Linked DNA regions of Ovis aries: region 2 is linked to region 1. Evidence: chromatin contacts called from public Hi-C data. All regions are on one chromosome and are shown on one strand. The core of a region is the stretch at or near the end of the contact, and the rest is flanking DNA. Distances in the headings are between cores, read along the strand shown. Region 1 holds the start of DNAAF8 (dynein axonemal assembly factor 8). Region 2 holds the start of SEC14L5 (SEC14 like lipid binding 5).

Region 1 (7,604 bases), core at 1,479-3,978:
GTAGGAGGCATACATCAGCGGGGTCCAGCCACCACCGTTCTTCTTATTCAAATCTAACTCTCTCCTAAACAAATGCAAGACATGCTAGACACGCCAGCCATCGTACATGTGGGACTTACCAAACCCAGTGGCCAGGCCAAGAGAAAGAGTGGGGAGTGCTGACAGGAAGCAGAGTCAACCGCCACCCTGGACATCACAGGGTTCAGGGGTGACTCCACTTTCTGGACCACTGCCTCTGCAAACTACCTTGAGTTTGCCTCTGTGCTCCAATTTCTTGTTCTCATCTGTGCCCTCTTCCTACCCCAAAGTCAGCTCTTCCTTCCTCCCACCAGCCACAGAGACAGTTCTCAACCAGGGGAGGTTCTGCCCCCAAAGGATGGTTGGCAAAGCCTGAAGACATTTTTTGACTGTCATAACTGCGAAGGGAAAGGCTACATCCAGGGGGCGCAGGGAGGCCGGGCATGCTGCTCTGCATCTGCTGCTAAGGCGCTTCAGTCGTGTCCGACTCTGTGCGAGCCCATAGACAGCAGCCCACCAGGCTCCCCCGTCCCTGGGATTCTCCAGGCAAGAACACTGGAGTGGGTTGCCATTTCCTTCTCCAATGCATGAAAGTGAAAAGTGAAAGTGAAGTCACTCAGTCGTGCCCTACTCTTAGCAACCCCATGGACTGCAGCCTACCAGCCTCCTCCGTTAATGGGATTTTCCAGTCAAGAGTACTGGAGCGGGGTGCCATTGCCTTCTCTGAGAGATCTTCCCCGACCCAGGGAGTGAACCTGGGTCTCCTGCATTGTAGGCAGACGCTTTACCGTCTGAGCCACCAGGGAAGTCCACAATCTACCCATGGGTTAAACGTCTACAGCTGTGGGCCAGGCCTCGCTAGCCTCCTGATGGCTCCACCTGGGCGGTGGCGCTCAACCATCCGAGAGGAAGGAATGCCTCCCAGGACCTCTTACCGCTGCACACACTCCTTCACCACCTCGTACTGGCCAATGGAAGCGGCTGTGTGCAGATCCAGGGGGACAGCCAGCTCCTCCCGGTCGACCTGCGTGCCCAGCCCGTGCCACATGGACAAGCTGCGGTTCAGCAGCTCTGGCTCGCTGGCTTCATCGCTGAGCTCCGACATCGCGGTGGAGGGGGATGCTGGGGTCACTTGGGTCTTTCCTTCCTGGTAGTTCCAGGGGATGAAATGCGATGGTCACGCTCCTGCCGCAGCAGACTGCTGCCCACAGCAGCTGAACAATCCTGGCTGCCGAACCTGAACAAGAATCCAAATCAGCTGCAGTCAGTTCTGCACTCCTTTCAGAACACCCCTTCAGCCTTCTTTGGGGGTGTCTCTTCTACTCCAAATGCCTCCTCCAGGGTAGGACCCATATTCTCTTTTATTGGAGGCTCGCTCAGTTGGTAAAGAATCCACCTGCCATGTAGGAGACCCCGGTTTGATTCCTGGGTCAGGAAGATGCGCTGGAGACCCGACAGGCTACCCACTCCAGTATTCTTAGGCTTCCCTTGTGGGTCAGCTGGTAAAGAATCCGCCCGCAGTGCAGGAGACCTGCGTTCAGAAAATCCCCTGGAGAAGGAAAAGGCTACTTACTCCAGTATTCTGGCCTAGAGAATTCCATGGACAGTCCATGAGGTCTGTCAGACCCCATGAGTCAGACACGATTGAGCGACTTTCAACTGTATGAAACCAGGCACAACGCTGAGAGCCTATCAGAATCATGGAAGGAGAACGTGGATACCCAGGGACCAAGCTGCTTTATCACCCTGCTCCATGCCAGACGCTCTAAAACCACGGGCTATTCCTTAGGAACAGAGTCATCTACAGGTATATATCACGTATACTTGTCGAAAATCTTTTGCTTATCGCTTCTAGAATTTATCTCCAGGAAGCAGCACTGAGAATGAGATCTTTTAATTTTCCTTCCACCTTCGCGTTCTGTCCATTCGGTAAAATGCTAAGTATCTGTTACTTTTAAAGCACACCAAAGTAAATAACAACAACAAATGACGTTGGTGGTGACCGTCACGCCCACAGGGAGGAGGTCTGTAAAAGCCCGAGGGCACCGCGTCCTGCCCCGGGGCGTGGGCCTTCCGCTGCCTCCAGGCATCCCCACCTCGTTCTCGGGCCCCGGGGAGGGTAACCTAGGGAACTACCCAAGCGCCGACGCCTCCTCCCAGTAACCTTACCCCGCACGTGGCTTTCCGTCCCGGCTCCTCAGCTGCGAAGATCCTCGGAGCTGTAAACTCCCGCGGCGAACCAGCTGCAGGGCTGGGACGCCCCGCGAACGGGCAGCAGGTGCGAGCACCAGGCAGGGGCCGGGCCGCCGCGGAGCCTCCCCGCGCTGGGCCTCGGCCCCGGGCAGCCCTGGGGCCGCCGCTGGCCGCCGCGCTCCCTCGGCCGCGCCCACTCGGGCTCCCTCCGCGCCGGTCACCGCCACAGCGCGCGGACCCAGCGGCCCGCTCCCGCCCCGGAAGTGGTTGCGGGCGGCGCGGAGCACGACGGGACGCTCGCGGGTCCCCCTCGGCCTCTCCCGGCGCTGTAGATTTTTCGTCCGTCCCGCACCCGGACCTTCCGGTCAGCTCGCCCGGCTCTCTGTGTGACGCCCACAGCAGCCAATGAGCAGGGGGAGTCCTCCTTGCCCCGCCCCTCCGCTGGCCAGGGGAACCAATCGTGTTTCAGGAGCGGCAGGACGCGCCAAGTCCCGAAAGACGAGCGGGGGGGGTGGGTGGGAAGGATGTGGCTGTTCAGTGATGTAAGACTGATGAACCGGGATTCCGAAGGCGGCGACGGCCTTAGTAATCGCGCCGCTGCCCAAGCGGGAGAACACGACCGAAGAGGCGCGGCGGGCCCTTTTCGTCCCTGTCGAGGCCGGGAAGAGAGGCGGAGGCCGAGGCCGCAGCTGCGAGATAATTGTTGGGAGGTGGACAGGGTGGGGGCTGGGAAAGCAAGCTGGGGAATAGGTGGGAGGACGCGCGATGGTTTCCGGTTTCCGAACTTTGGAATTTAAAAGCCCCACCCGAGTGGCCGGTGGCGTCCAGTTGTCATAACAACCCGCGGTCCGGCGGTGGGCGGTGCCGGAGACGGGGCGGTAGGCGGTGCCGGAGACTGGGCGGTGCGCGGGGGCGTGGGGGGCGGGGCTGGGCGGGGGCGGGGCTAACGGGCCGCAGCCAAGAAACGGACGTGGAGGCACGGTCGGGATTATGCCAGACTGGGGCTGCTGCTTTGTGTGGCTTTCGGCAGCCCGTTCGGTGAGCGACGCTCCTCAACCTGGCGTTCAGGACCCTTCACGGTCTGGTCCGTTTGCACCGCAAACTCCAGCAAGTGAAAATTTCTTCCCCCAACACGTTAGGTACTTTTCACTCCTCTGAGCTCTTAGGTGCTCTTGCCGCAACCTGTAATGCCTTTTCTTTCTCTGTTACTTTGTCCTCCTGGAGAACTTAAGAGTCTCCGGTTGTCCCCTTCAACCAGGTGATTCTGTTGCCCTCTGATCTGCCCTGCAGCCGGAGAACATCCTGTGATGTATATACCAGACCTGCCCTGCTGTTCCCAGATCAGGGTACACCAAGCTCCTGTCCCACTCCTGTGAGCACAGAAAAAGCAAAAAGTCCCCATTCACCTCGCCTGCTGCTTCCCTTGTTGGGGGCCAGGGCTGGGGCAGGAGTGTTCTCTTCCCATTTTATAGTGACAGAGGCCTCTCAGGCTGCAAGTACTCTCAAGACGCCGGCTCTGAAGTGCCATCACCCCACAATTCTAAGCCTCCTTGACCCCTGAAGGGGGTCTGTTAAGACTCTGGGATACAAAAGGGGTGTGTTGGCCTGACAATTTGAGTGTCAACTCCAAAAAAAGTGTTCTGGGGACTCCAAAATGTCTATTCTGTTCCTTTGTAAGGGGGCAGTAAAAAGTAGTAGCTTGAAATCCCCTCTGACTTTGATACAAATTCTGTCTGTAGATAATAATAGTATCTATGTTATATTGGACATATATAGTTTACATATATCTATATGTATATCTATCATATATCTATACATATATCTATGTATCATTCTGTACATCATATCCATATATCCACATATCAAATACATATATATCAATACATATATCTATATATTGTAAAATATCACCATATCCATTTATCTGTGGCTCCATCCTGCATTGTGCAGACACACATACAGTACGTGATGGCACAGTGGCTGACACTCAGTAACAGGAACCTGCCAACTAGAAGGGAGATGGGGTGTGTGGTCCCCCAATCTGTCTTCACTCCCCCAAGGCAAGGGATGGTATGTATATGCTTTGGAAAATCAGCACCCTGAGCTCTGGACCCTTGCCGCTGGGACCCTCTCACCTCACTCCATGTGCTCTGCAAGGCTCCTTGGATGATGGTACGCTGAGAGGCACCCCATGGCATCTCCTGATGAAGATGGGCGGCCCTTGCTGCCCAACCCCTGGGACGCCATCCTTGAGGCCGCCAAGCATCAGCTCCCATCTCTGGACTCGGATTCCTCCTCGGTAAGCAAGCACCTTCTTCCGACATCTTCCTAGGCCCCCACTGTCCTTTCCTCCCATGACAGACACGATGCTGACCGGAGAGCTCTGTGTCATGTAAGTGAAGTACCAAGCTGTCACCTCACTGCCCTGCCAGGCATTCTGTGCCAGGCATTAACTGGGCTTAGCAGGTGGCAGGTAACCCAGAACTGGGTGCCCTGGATCTCACCTCCACCAGGTGGTGCTGCTGAGCCCATTTCTATATCAGCCTCTGAAATGGGTGTCAGTGAGGCCCTTTGGGAGAGAACTGGTCCCCCCAGACAGTCGGAGAGCCTGGGGCAGGGCAGGTGGGTGGAAGCTGAGGCCCTCCTGGCTCTGCCTCTGGCTGTTTAACCCAAACCTTTCTCATCTGTCCACAGTCAGACCGCGAGGACGAGGAGCTGTTCATCTTCCAGCGAAATGAAACCACCCTGATTCCAGACTTGTCAGAGGAACTGGCCGACGACCCTGCTGAGGCCTGGGTGACTTCCTCTGAGTCTCCTCCTGAGGTTTGTTAAAGGCAGGCTCCAGGGGACCACGAACCTGGGTGTGGGTGCTCCTGGCTCTCACTGGGCTTTAAAGCAGTGTGGTTCTAAAGAGGTTAACGCCCCTGGTCTAGTATCACCCGGGCCTTTCTCCAGGTACGGCCCAAGGAGTTCAGACACCAGACGTCTACTGGCCTTGTGCACGTCATGCTCCCAGGAGCCCAGAATACTTAGAGCTGGGGCCAGGGACCTGATTTCCTATCTGATTGTACCCCTTGCTCTTCCCTTTGACCCCTCACCACACACAGTCCTGAGTGCAAGCACTGACCCAGGGTCATCATATGGAGCCAGAGCATGTCCACACCAGAAGTCACCCCCCCCACCCCCACCCCCCGCCCCCCACCGCCGAGCCAGGCCTAGAAATACATCTGAAATAACTCTAAACAGGAAAACTGCCAAGGCTGCCAAGCGCCCTGGTTAGTTCAGTTGGAACCATGTCCACTTCACTTCATTTCGTGTTTTTTCCATTTCTACAATTACCTCAGCAGTTACTCTTCCATACAATTATGGTTTAACCTGGGATGGAAGACCCTGTACCAGCTCACAGGGGTTGAGGCCTGGGTGTTGTCTTTTCCACCTCTAACCACTTGCACCTGTGCCCACTGGCCAAAAGGGTGGAACAACCCAAGTGTCCATCAACAGACAAAATGGATGAACAATTGGATAAACAACAGACAATATGGATACAATGAAGTGTCTCCATACAACAGAATATAATTCACCCACGAAAAGGAATGCAGCCCTGACACACAGCACAACACGGGAAGCTTGGAAACACAAAGCCAAGCGGAAAGACACAGAAGAGAAACACTGTGTGACTCCAGGCCTGTGAGATCTCTGGGCCAGGCAAACCTGCAGAGACAGGAAGTAGATGGGAGCTCGGCAGGGGCTGGGGAGGGGAGGCACAGGGCTTCTTGTCCAGGTGATGAAAACCTTTTGGAAATAGACTGTGGGGATGGTTTGTACAGCATTAGGATACAGTCAATGCCACTGAACTGTACATTTAAAAATGGTTGACATGGCAGATTTTATGTTCCTTGCACATCTTACCACACAACACCCGCCCCCCTCCGCCCCCGCCCAGGGATGTTTGGAGGCTGCTAACCAGGGACACCTGTTTCCTGCATAGCTAGCTGCGGTGCCAGTAGAATCCGCCGTGGAGCCCTGGGGCGAGTGGAATGCGTGGCCCCAGCCCCAGGAGTCGGCCCCTCTGGAAGGAAGGGCCCTCGGCAAGAGCAGCTCTCTTCTCAGGATGTCTGCAAAGAGCCCCCCACGGCAGGATGATGATGCGAGTGGGACCCTCAACACCAGTGTGTCCCAGAGTCCTCGCCAGGGGCCTCAGGGAGAGGCCATCCGCTCTGCTCAGGAAGCAGGCCTGCAGATAGAGCCCCCGGGCGCAGCCTCAGAGGCCCAGGAAGGCTCGGACGCAGCCAGCCGCAGAGGCCTGCGGAGGGAGAGGAGGAAGATGATTGAGAAAGACATCCTCCACAAAGTCACCTGGGACAGCCAGGACGCAGCCTGCCCTGACGCGAGCCGAGGGAAGGAGAAGGCCTGCGATGCTGTGGAGGTGCCTTCAGAGGACCCCCCGGGGTGTCTGCCCGTGCTTTCCCTCCAGGTAGGCATGCCCCCAGCCCAGGCTTCCTCGAGGTGTTGGTCCTCCCCACTACATCTGTCTTAGGCTCTTTGGGCTGTGGTAACAAAAGTCCCATAGACTTGGGCAGGGGGCTTAAACAACAGAAACTAATTTTTCACAGTCTGAAATCTGGAAGTCCAAGGTCAAGGCTCCATCACATTTGGTGTCTAGTTGAGAGCATGCTTCCTGGTTCATTTGGAACAAGGAGGAGCTCTCTGGAGTCTCTTTTTAAGGGCACCAATCCCATTCATGAGGGCTCCACCTCCGTGACCTCATCACCTTCAAACACCATCACACTGGGGATTAGGAGTTCAACACATGAATTTTGGAGGGACACAGATATTCAGTCTGTAGCAATGACCTCAGGCCCACGGCACCAGGCCTACCATCAGGCAGGCAAGTCCTACCTGCCAGACAGACAATCCTCAGAGTTACAGTGAACAGGGAGGAGCAGGTAGTCCCCAGCTTTCTTAAAATAGAAAGAAAGAAAAAACTAATCCCAGGCATCACCATGAAGACACAGAAGATAGAGCAGACCGTGACAAAGCAGCATCTGAAAACGTTCAAGCCCTTGTTCTCATACAAACAGTGAGCCCCCGTTAATGCTGTTATTCAGATCATCCACGAGAACCAGCAAGATGACAAAGGCCGTTCAAAGGGATCATGAGAAACTTGGATTTTGTTCAACAGGGGAGTGGGGAATGTGGAGATTAAATTGCTACCCTAAGTACAGTAGGCTCAATGGGGCAACAGAACCGGTACCTTTGGGCTTAGCTGCTCCAATGGAGGGAAAAGAAAACCCTTGCATTTCTCAGCTTTACAAAGTTATCAAACAGGTGAGCCCTGGTCAGTCACGCAAACCAGCCCGCCCCGAGAAAGATGGGCTCATTAGAAGATGCCC
Region 2 (7,604 bases), core at 1,282-3,781, 200 kb after region 1:
CAGCCAGGAGTCAGCCAGGAGTCCCGGAGCCTCCCCGTAGTCTCAGGGCCTCTCATCTGCTCCTCGCGGCTTTTCTTGCTCCCACTCTTTGCATCGCTCACGCCGGCCCCTGCTCCCCCAAGCCGGCACCTTCTGTGGCAAAGGAGACACGCGTGGAGGTGACCCGGAAGATTCCGTCTGGGCAGAACGCGGTACTGGGAGCAGTGAGCACGCCGCCCATCTGGGAGGAGCTCTTGAGAGCCGAACTCCCCCACTTACGAGCGCCCCAACCCCTCCCCAGGGCCCGCAATTCCTCTGAGCGTCCTGGAATCCCCCAGCGCTGGGAATGACCTCCAGCACTGCCAGGCGTGTCCACTTTGAAGAACCACTTGGAGAGTGTGTTAAATAAGCCAATTCCTAGGCTCTTCCAGCGGTGCCCGGGAATCTGCATTTCAGCCTTCGCCCTGCTGGGGTGTGGGGAGCGGTCTTCGGAGCTGGAGAGTTTGGAATCGATCGCTCAGCTTTATCCTTCCAGGTGTTAGCATTCCAACCTGGGCTTACTTTGTGCCAGCTAACGGCAATCAGCAATCGTGCTGTGACAACAGTCAACCGCGTGAACGCTCACTACGCGCCCTGCAAGACGCCCAGGAGGAGCGTGGGGGTTTCCTGGATGAGCCCTGGATACCGCGATGCACCTCGGGGCTCCCATCTCCCCCGGACCGGTCCCCTTCGTGGCGACTCCAGGAGCCATGGACTGTGCTGCCATCTTGTGGCAGGCATGGGACCCGGGGCGCTCCTTTCCCATTCCGGATTGTTCAGTCGCTCATTCGCGTCCCACTCTTCCGGACCCCATGGACGGCAGCTCACTAGGAGTCCTCGTTCTTCACCATCGACAGAGCTTGCTCAAACTCATGCCCATCGAGTCGGTGATGCCATCCAACCATCTCATACTCTGTCGTCCCCTTCTCCTCCTGCCTTCAATTTTCCCCAGCATCAAGGTCTTTTCTAATGAGTTGGCTCTTTGCATCAGGTGGTCAGTGGATTGGAGCTTCAGCTTCACTGTCCTTGAAAACCGTAACCAAGAAAACGCACGGCACCAGTGTGCCAGGTCCCCAGTAAGATCCCGTGGACGTTGGGCACGTGAATAAGATAGATAAGGTCTCTGCCCTTGTGGAGCTCACAGTCTCCTGGGTCAGAGCTACAAAGAGATAAAATGAATAAGTAAATAAGATGATTACAGAGTGTGACGCAAGATAGGAAGGAAGCTAGGGGCTGATTATCACAAAGGGCAACGATACGTTTGCTAAATAGAGCGCTGTCTCTCAGTACACCCTCTCCCTGCCTAGGACTCTGGGTCATGCAGGAGCAGGTGAGCCTGTCCGATTCCCTCTTGCAAATGGATAAAGTCACAGTGCTGGCACACAGTAGGTGCTCAGTACCTGTCAAATGAATGAATACACGGATGACAAGGCTGTCTAGAGCCAGCCTCTTGGCTCCCCCAAGCCAAACAGAGAGGGAGAGGAAGGGGGGAACTATGGAAGGATGCTGGGTCTCCTGCATCCTGCAAAGGCCAGAAGGGTTTGCGTGCGAGCCAAAATGAAAATGAATGATGGCTTCACTCTACCAGTCCACCGTGTGTTAAATTGTACCCTCACTCTGCTGGCTCCTTGAATCCCTTCCCTGGTTATTTTTTTCACGTTGGCATTTCCCCCCATCACACACAGTGTTGTATTTGTCTTATTTATTTAATGTCTCTCTCCCTCTCAGGTGGCAGTAGCAGTAAAGAACCCGCCTGCCAATGCAGGAGACATAAGAGAGGCGGGTTCGATCCCTGGGTCAGGAAGACTCCCTGAATGAGGAAAAACAGCACTCTACCGCAGTATTTCTTGCCTGGAGAATCCCATGGACAGAGGAGCCTGGTGGGCTACAGTGCATGGAGTGCAGAGTTGGTCACGACTGAAGCGACTTAGCATGCACACGCACACACTCCCTCACTGAGAGGTAAACTCCACGAGGGCGAGGACTTTTTACCTGTTTTGTTCACTGAGAACTCTCCAGCGCCTGGCAAGTCCTGACACTCAGCAGGCGCTCTGTAAAGCGGGCAAAGTGAATGAAAGATCCCCGGCGGGGTCAGGAGGGCTCTGGGGTGTGGCTAGTGGAGGGACTGGGCTCAGAGCCCAGGAGGAGGGGGTTGCCCGTTAGGGAACTGGCCAAACGTGAACTGAGCCGGGGCAAGCCGGGCTGGGAGGGGCAAGGGTTAGACTGGGGGCAGAGTGAGACTGGGGTTAGAGCCTTGGGGCGGGGTCTCCTTGGGGCTGAGCCACCCCCGAGGCTGGGTGCTTTAGGGGCGGGACCCGGTGGAGGCGGGGTCTGCAAGAGGCGTGGCCAGTATGGAGGCAGGGCCGAGGTGGAGGCGCGGTTAAAGAAGGCTGTGTAAAGTGAAGGGCGGAGCTAAGACGGGGTGGAGCCAGTTTGGGGCGGGGCCTGTCCGGAGGTAAATCTGGGCGGGGCCGGGGCAGAGTCGGGGGGTGGGGCGGGGGTGGGGCGGGGGTGGAGCCAGGCCAGGCTGGGATCTTCGCTGTCCTGGGTCCTGGAGCGCTCCCGCCCAGCCGTCCCCTCCCAGACCAACTCGGAGGGTGCAGGATGTGCAAGACCCGACAGCCCGGGATCAGCGATCGCTGGCTCGGACTTCTCTGGCGATCGCGGTGCTGCGCCCCGCCCTAAGTGCTGCGCTCTGGGCCAGGAGGCCACGGAGGACTCCCGCGGGCTCAGCTTCGCTCAGCCCTGGGTCTACGTCCCCGGAGACTCCGAGGGCGAGGGTGAGTTGGACTTTTGGGGGGCTTGGGTGTGCATGCGTGCGTGCGTTTGCATCTGTGTGTGTGCATGTGTGTCAATGTCTGTGCGCATCTAGGGAACTGTGCTTGCAGAGCTGGGTGTGTGTGCAAAGTTGAGTTCGTGTGCAAGGGCTCTCTCGTGTGGGAGGGGAGTCGTGCATGTGTGTGCTTGTGTGGCAGAGCCAGTGCGTGGGAAATCTGGTGAAGACTGTGTGTGTATGTTAGGGGATCTTGGAGGAAAATGGGAGCGCAAGTGCAATGATTCTTGCGGGGTGCATGGGCGAATGAATCGTGGGGGTGTTTCCAGCAGGGTGGCTTTATGGGAGTTTACTGGCTCCCAGCATGACGGGGCGAGAAGGGAGGAAAGTTTGGGGGATACTGATTGCTCTTGAGGATCGAGTGTGGTCTGGGGAATTGGGTAATGGGCGGGGCAAGTGCTGGGGGTCTGGCTGGAAGTAACTTGGGGCTCACACTGGCCCCCTTGCTTTGAGAGCTGGGGAGATGTGTGTGTGTGTTGGGGGGGGCGTCCAGAGGGGTAGTGGGCCTGCCCCTGGCCAGGGGGAGCTGAGGCCGGGGCTCCTGCTTCAGCTGGAGGGAGCTGCTCCCTCACCATCGCCCTCACCCAGGCTCTGCGCCCACTCCCGCCTGGCCGGCTCCTGCCGCTGGTCCTTTGAAAACATGGTGCAGAAGTACCAGTCTCCTGTCCGTGTCTACAAGCATCCATTCGAGCTGGTCATGGTGGTGAGTGACCCCTGACTCTGGGGCCCCTTGTGTGACAGTCAGAGGGCCCCAAGAGGTCAGCCATGATGGGAAGGAGAAGGAAACCCCAAACCCCTAGATCAGAAGGAATTAACGAGCTACTCTGCTGACCCGATGGGTCCAGCTTCTAACCAGGACCCCTCTGCCATCCCATCTTTTGCCACAACTTCTAGGAGCCTTGCACACTGAGCAAGACAAGGTCTTCCTTTTCCTTGTTGAAGCTCATCTGTTATCTCAGTCTCCTTTGACAGGAAAAAGGATATCAGGGGCCAAGCTGCTGCTGTCATTTTGTGTACTGATAATAATAATAATGGTATGTATACAATGAAGATGCTGACAGCAGCCTTTTGTTGAGGGTTTGCTAAGTCTTTACATACATTGTTTGGTTTAATTCCCAATAGCTCCTATTATTCTCATTTTGCTGCGTTAAACTGATGCTCGGACAAGGATGGTCTTCGGTTCGGCAGTGGGAAGAGGTGGAGCTGGGCTGGGATCCACACACGGGGGACTCCAGAGCCTTGTGTTTAGCTGCAGCACCCGCCATGTCCCCCCTCTGCTCTCACACCCCCTGCCCTCTCCTTCCAGGAAGCTGAGACCAGGCGGAGAGGGGGCACATGTGGGCAGGAAGGGCCTGCTAGCAGTTGTTTATTGGGATTCAGAAGAGCTACAGGACGTAGACTTGGCTCCCGCACCCTCGGCCTCCTGGATCAGAGGTCTGAGCCTCCGGGGCAGGTGCTGGGGTCGGGCCGCTGCGGCTTTCCTTCTTAATGTGATCACTCTGTCTCTCGGAGCTTCCCTATTCCATAGAACAGGGGCGATGCTCTGGGGTTGTGATGAAGAGTCAGTGAAACAGTGCCTGGCGCCTCTGGCTCAGTGCCTGGCACACAGTAGGTGCTCACTAAATGCAGCTGTCCCTGTTATTACACCACATGGTGTTATCAGTGATGATACTGAAAGTGGAAGAAACACCAGAGTCCACCCCCATCCTCCTCATCCCACTCTTGGTTGCTTAATCCCAGCCTTCTATCCAGTGGCTCTCATTGTTGGATAGAAGGCTCTGTGTGTGTCCTCCCCACATCTCTTCTGTGAATCTACCTACATATATGTTTATAGTCACGTAAAAGATTAAGAAGCATCATTGGAGTAATCATGCTGTGCTGTGATGTGCGGATGATGCCAGGTCAGGAAAGTAGCAGGGGCAAGCCTGGGGTTTCATCGACAAGCTGGGTGACCTTGGGCAAGTTACTCAACCTCTCTGAACCTACACCTTCCGTCTCTAAACAGGACTCCTGTTGCTGTTGTTGTAGTCACTAAGTTGTATCTGACTTTTCTGTAATCCTATGGACTAACCTGCCAGGCTCCTCTGTCCGTGGGATGTTCCAAGCAAGAATACTGAAGTGGGTTGCCATTGCCTTCTTCAGGGGATTTTCTCGACCCAGGGATGGAATCTGCGTCTGCTGTATTGGCAAGCAGGTTCTTTACCACTGAGCCACCCTTAGTAAGTTTAGGATTCTCAAAAAAAAAAAAAAAAATTACAATCATTGAATTTTAAAATAAAAATGTCCACTAAGGTAGCACTTAAGACTGTATTAAGACTGTTGGAGGACTTCTCTGGTGGTCCAGTGGTTAAGACTCGGTGCTCCTAAGACAGGGGGCCTGGGTTCAATCCCCAGTTGGGGAACTATACCCTACATGCCACAACTAAGATCCCAGCATGAAGATCCTACGTGCCACAACTAAAACCCAGTACAGTCAAAAAAAGAGACTAGTGGAATATGTGAAGCATATTTCATCAGCTTTGAGTTCCACACGTGCAGGCCGAAGGGCTCACTTTACTCCTGTAGCTGTTAATAATCTTTAGGTGCTGATGGATAAATACTTGTGGGTACAGCAGGAAATAGACGTTTTCAGATATGTATCACCTGTGTTGTGCCAATTTGTCATTTGTATTTTTTCAAATACTGTGTTACCTTATCTCCATACAGTCCTTGTTCAGCAAAATGGCCCCAAACTACCCCAACGTCGGACAAAGCCACTTTGCCAACTGTTTACAAAACATCATTGTCCCCAAAATAGCTGCATAGCTCAACATAACTTGCTCGCTGTGTGGGCACAAAAGGGGTTTTCTGCACTTAATGTCGGTCATTGTTTCTCGGCTGAACACTTGCCCTCAGTTTGGGTCAGATGCCGAGGAAGTTTCGGATGAACTCGGCTATTTTGACCACATCCGACTGACCAGACGAGCTGGCCTTCTGGATTTTCTGTTTAACAAAACTGACTTGAGAATCAAAACGTCCCTTTGCAGAAATTCCACCATGCCACTGAAACTGTGTTCGTGGAATTGGTTATAAAATAATACGAAGGTAACCTTTCTAGACCCAGCGTTATTTTTTTAAAATTATTTTTCTCTTCCATTTCAAAAACGTAACTAATTCAATGAATGGGTGTCATTCCTTGACATGAATTCTGCTTCTGAAGCATGGAATTCCAGGGATCTTTGCTGTTTCCTTTCTTGGTAGTGGTCTGTATTACTGGGTTCAGAACAATGAGCGTGTATTCTCTCAGTAAGCAGAGGAAAACAGTTAAGACAATGGAGGCAGCTAGTATCTAAGGCTGGCAGAATCCCTGGTCCCTTTGAATGTGGGGTCCCTGGAGGTGGGGCAGGGTCTTTGTGGAGATCCTGTATGGACGTGAAGACTGTGGTTTGGACAGCGGACTCTGGTTACCTGCGCTCTGAAGGTCACTCTCTGGTCAGCCTACAGCCGTAGTGAATGACTTCCAGCTCCTCTGGGCTCTTCTCCTGAGTGGGTGGAGGTTACGAGTCAGATTCTCCAGGCTGGCCCCTGGCTCTGGGTTCTGATCTGTGAAACGGAAGTAATGAAGTCTCCCGCTCCTCAGAGGGGCTTCCCAGGTGGCACTAGTGGTGAAGAACCCACCTGCCAATGCAGGAGACATAAGAGACCCCAGTTCGAGCCCTGGGTTGGGAAAGCCTCCTGGAGGAGGGCACGGCAACCCACCCCAGTATTCTTGACCTGCAAAATCCCATGGACAGAGGAGCCTGGGGGCTCCAGTCCATAGTGTCGCCCAGAGTGGGACACGACTAAGGCGACTTAGCAGGCATGTGTGCACGACCCCATAGCCTGGGCACACAGTCAGACATTCCAGATTCTGACTCTGATGTTCAGTAAACATCTGTGCGCCCGTGGCTGAGGTGGCTTCAAAAGTGACCTGCATGCCTCTTGTCTGTCCACTGCCCAGGGGTCCCTGTGGGGTTCAAAGCATTGTGGCTTCAGGTCATCTCAGATTCTGCAAACCTTAAGAAGGAAGATGGCATGGAGTAGAATTTCCTGGACAATAGGTTGGCTGATCCTGAGGAGGAAGGGTTATAGAGGTGAGAGGCAGCATTTGTGTTAAAATATTTAAAGACCTGGACTTTTGTCTTGATAAACAGCTTGTAATTTAGCAAATGGGTTATTAATAAGGAGTAGCTACTGAAGGTAGATCCTTGCAGCCCAGGTCAATGACAGTTGCCATGGGAATCATTGTTAGAGATGTAGTTTTAATAAAGCAGCAGAGGCCTTATTTAAATGTGTTTAAATTAGTTCCCTGGAGCCTGTCATCTGAGCCCGTTGCTAACAGATTAAGGGAAGCAACATTTTCCATCCTGGATTGCTTCCAGGGCCCTGACCGGCTCCTACTGGGGCTAGGAGACTGGAGCTGATCCACTGCAAAGTCATCTTATGATTTCAGGGGGTCCTGAGGTCAGCTTTCGGCCCTCATTCATTTGTGAATGCATGCGTTAATGCACACGTGAATACATTCCACAGATATTTACTGAGTTTCCAGAGTATGCCGAGCATCGTACCAGGTGCCAGGGCTACAAAACTGCGTCATTCTTAGCACTTTTCCTGAAATGCATCATTATTCTCTTAATTTGCTTGCCTTCTTCTTTACACGGAATTTGCTTGTTTGTTTATATGGGTCTTTTTCATTAGGCTTCAGAAAGACAGAGACCTTGTCTGTCTTGTTCTC

The links. Hi-C and Micro-C count contacts between places; a contact is called where the count stands out from the background.
Region 2: a contact with region 1 is called in a Hi-C map of liver, with 7 times the contacts expected there. The contact joins the promoter of SEC14L5 here to the promoter of DNAAF8 in region 1. A contact is called at or near these places in 11 of 16 Hi-C or Micro-C datasets (blood, hypothalamus, liver and 5 more).

Annotation. Positions count from the first base shown.
Region 1 is chr24:4,381,177-4,388,780 of ARS-UI_Ramb_v3.0, forward strand. It overlaps DNAAF8 (dynein axonemal assembly factor 8), which reads left to right and starts at 2,729. Exons shown (of 10, transcript XM_027961566.2): 1 at 2,729-2,921; 2 at 4,369-4,510; 3 at 4,906-5,034; 4 at 6,200-6,685. The coding sequence starts at 4,403. It overlaps ANKS3 (ankyrin repeat and sterile alpha motif domain containing 3), which reads right to left and starts at 2,476. Exons shown (of 16, transcript XM_060405635.1): 1 at 2,188-2,476; 2 at 954-1,567; 3 at 1-64. The coding sequence starts at 1,123.
Region 2 is chr24:4,584,076-4,591,679 of ARS-UI_Ramb_v3.0, forward strand. SEC14L5 (SEC14 like lipid binding 5) reads left to right here and starts at 2,532. Exons shown (of 16, transcript XM_042239950.2): 1 at 2,532-2,798; 2 at 3,440-3,554. The coding sequence starts at 3,492.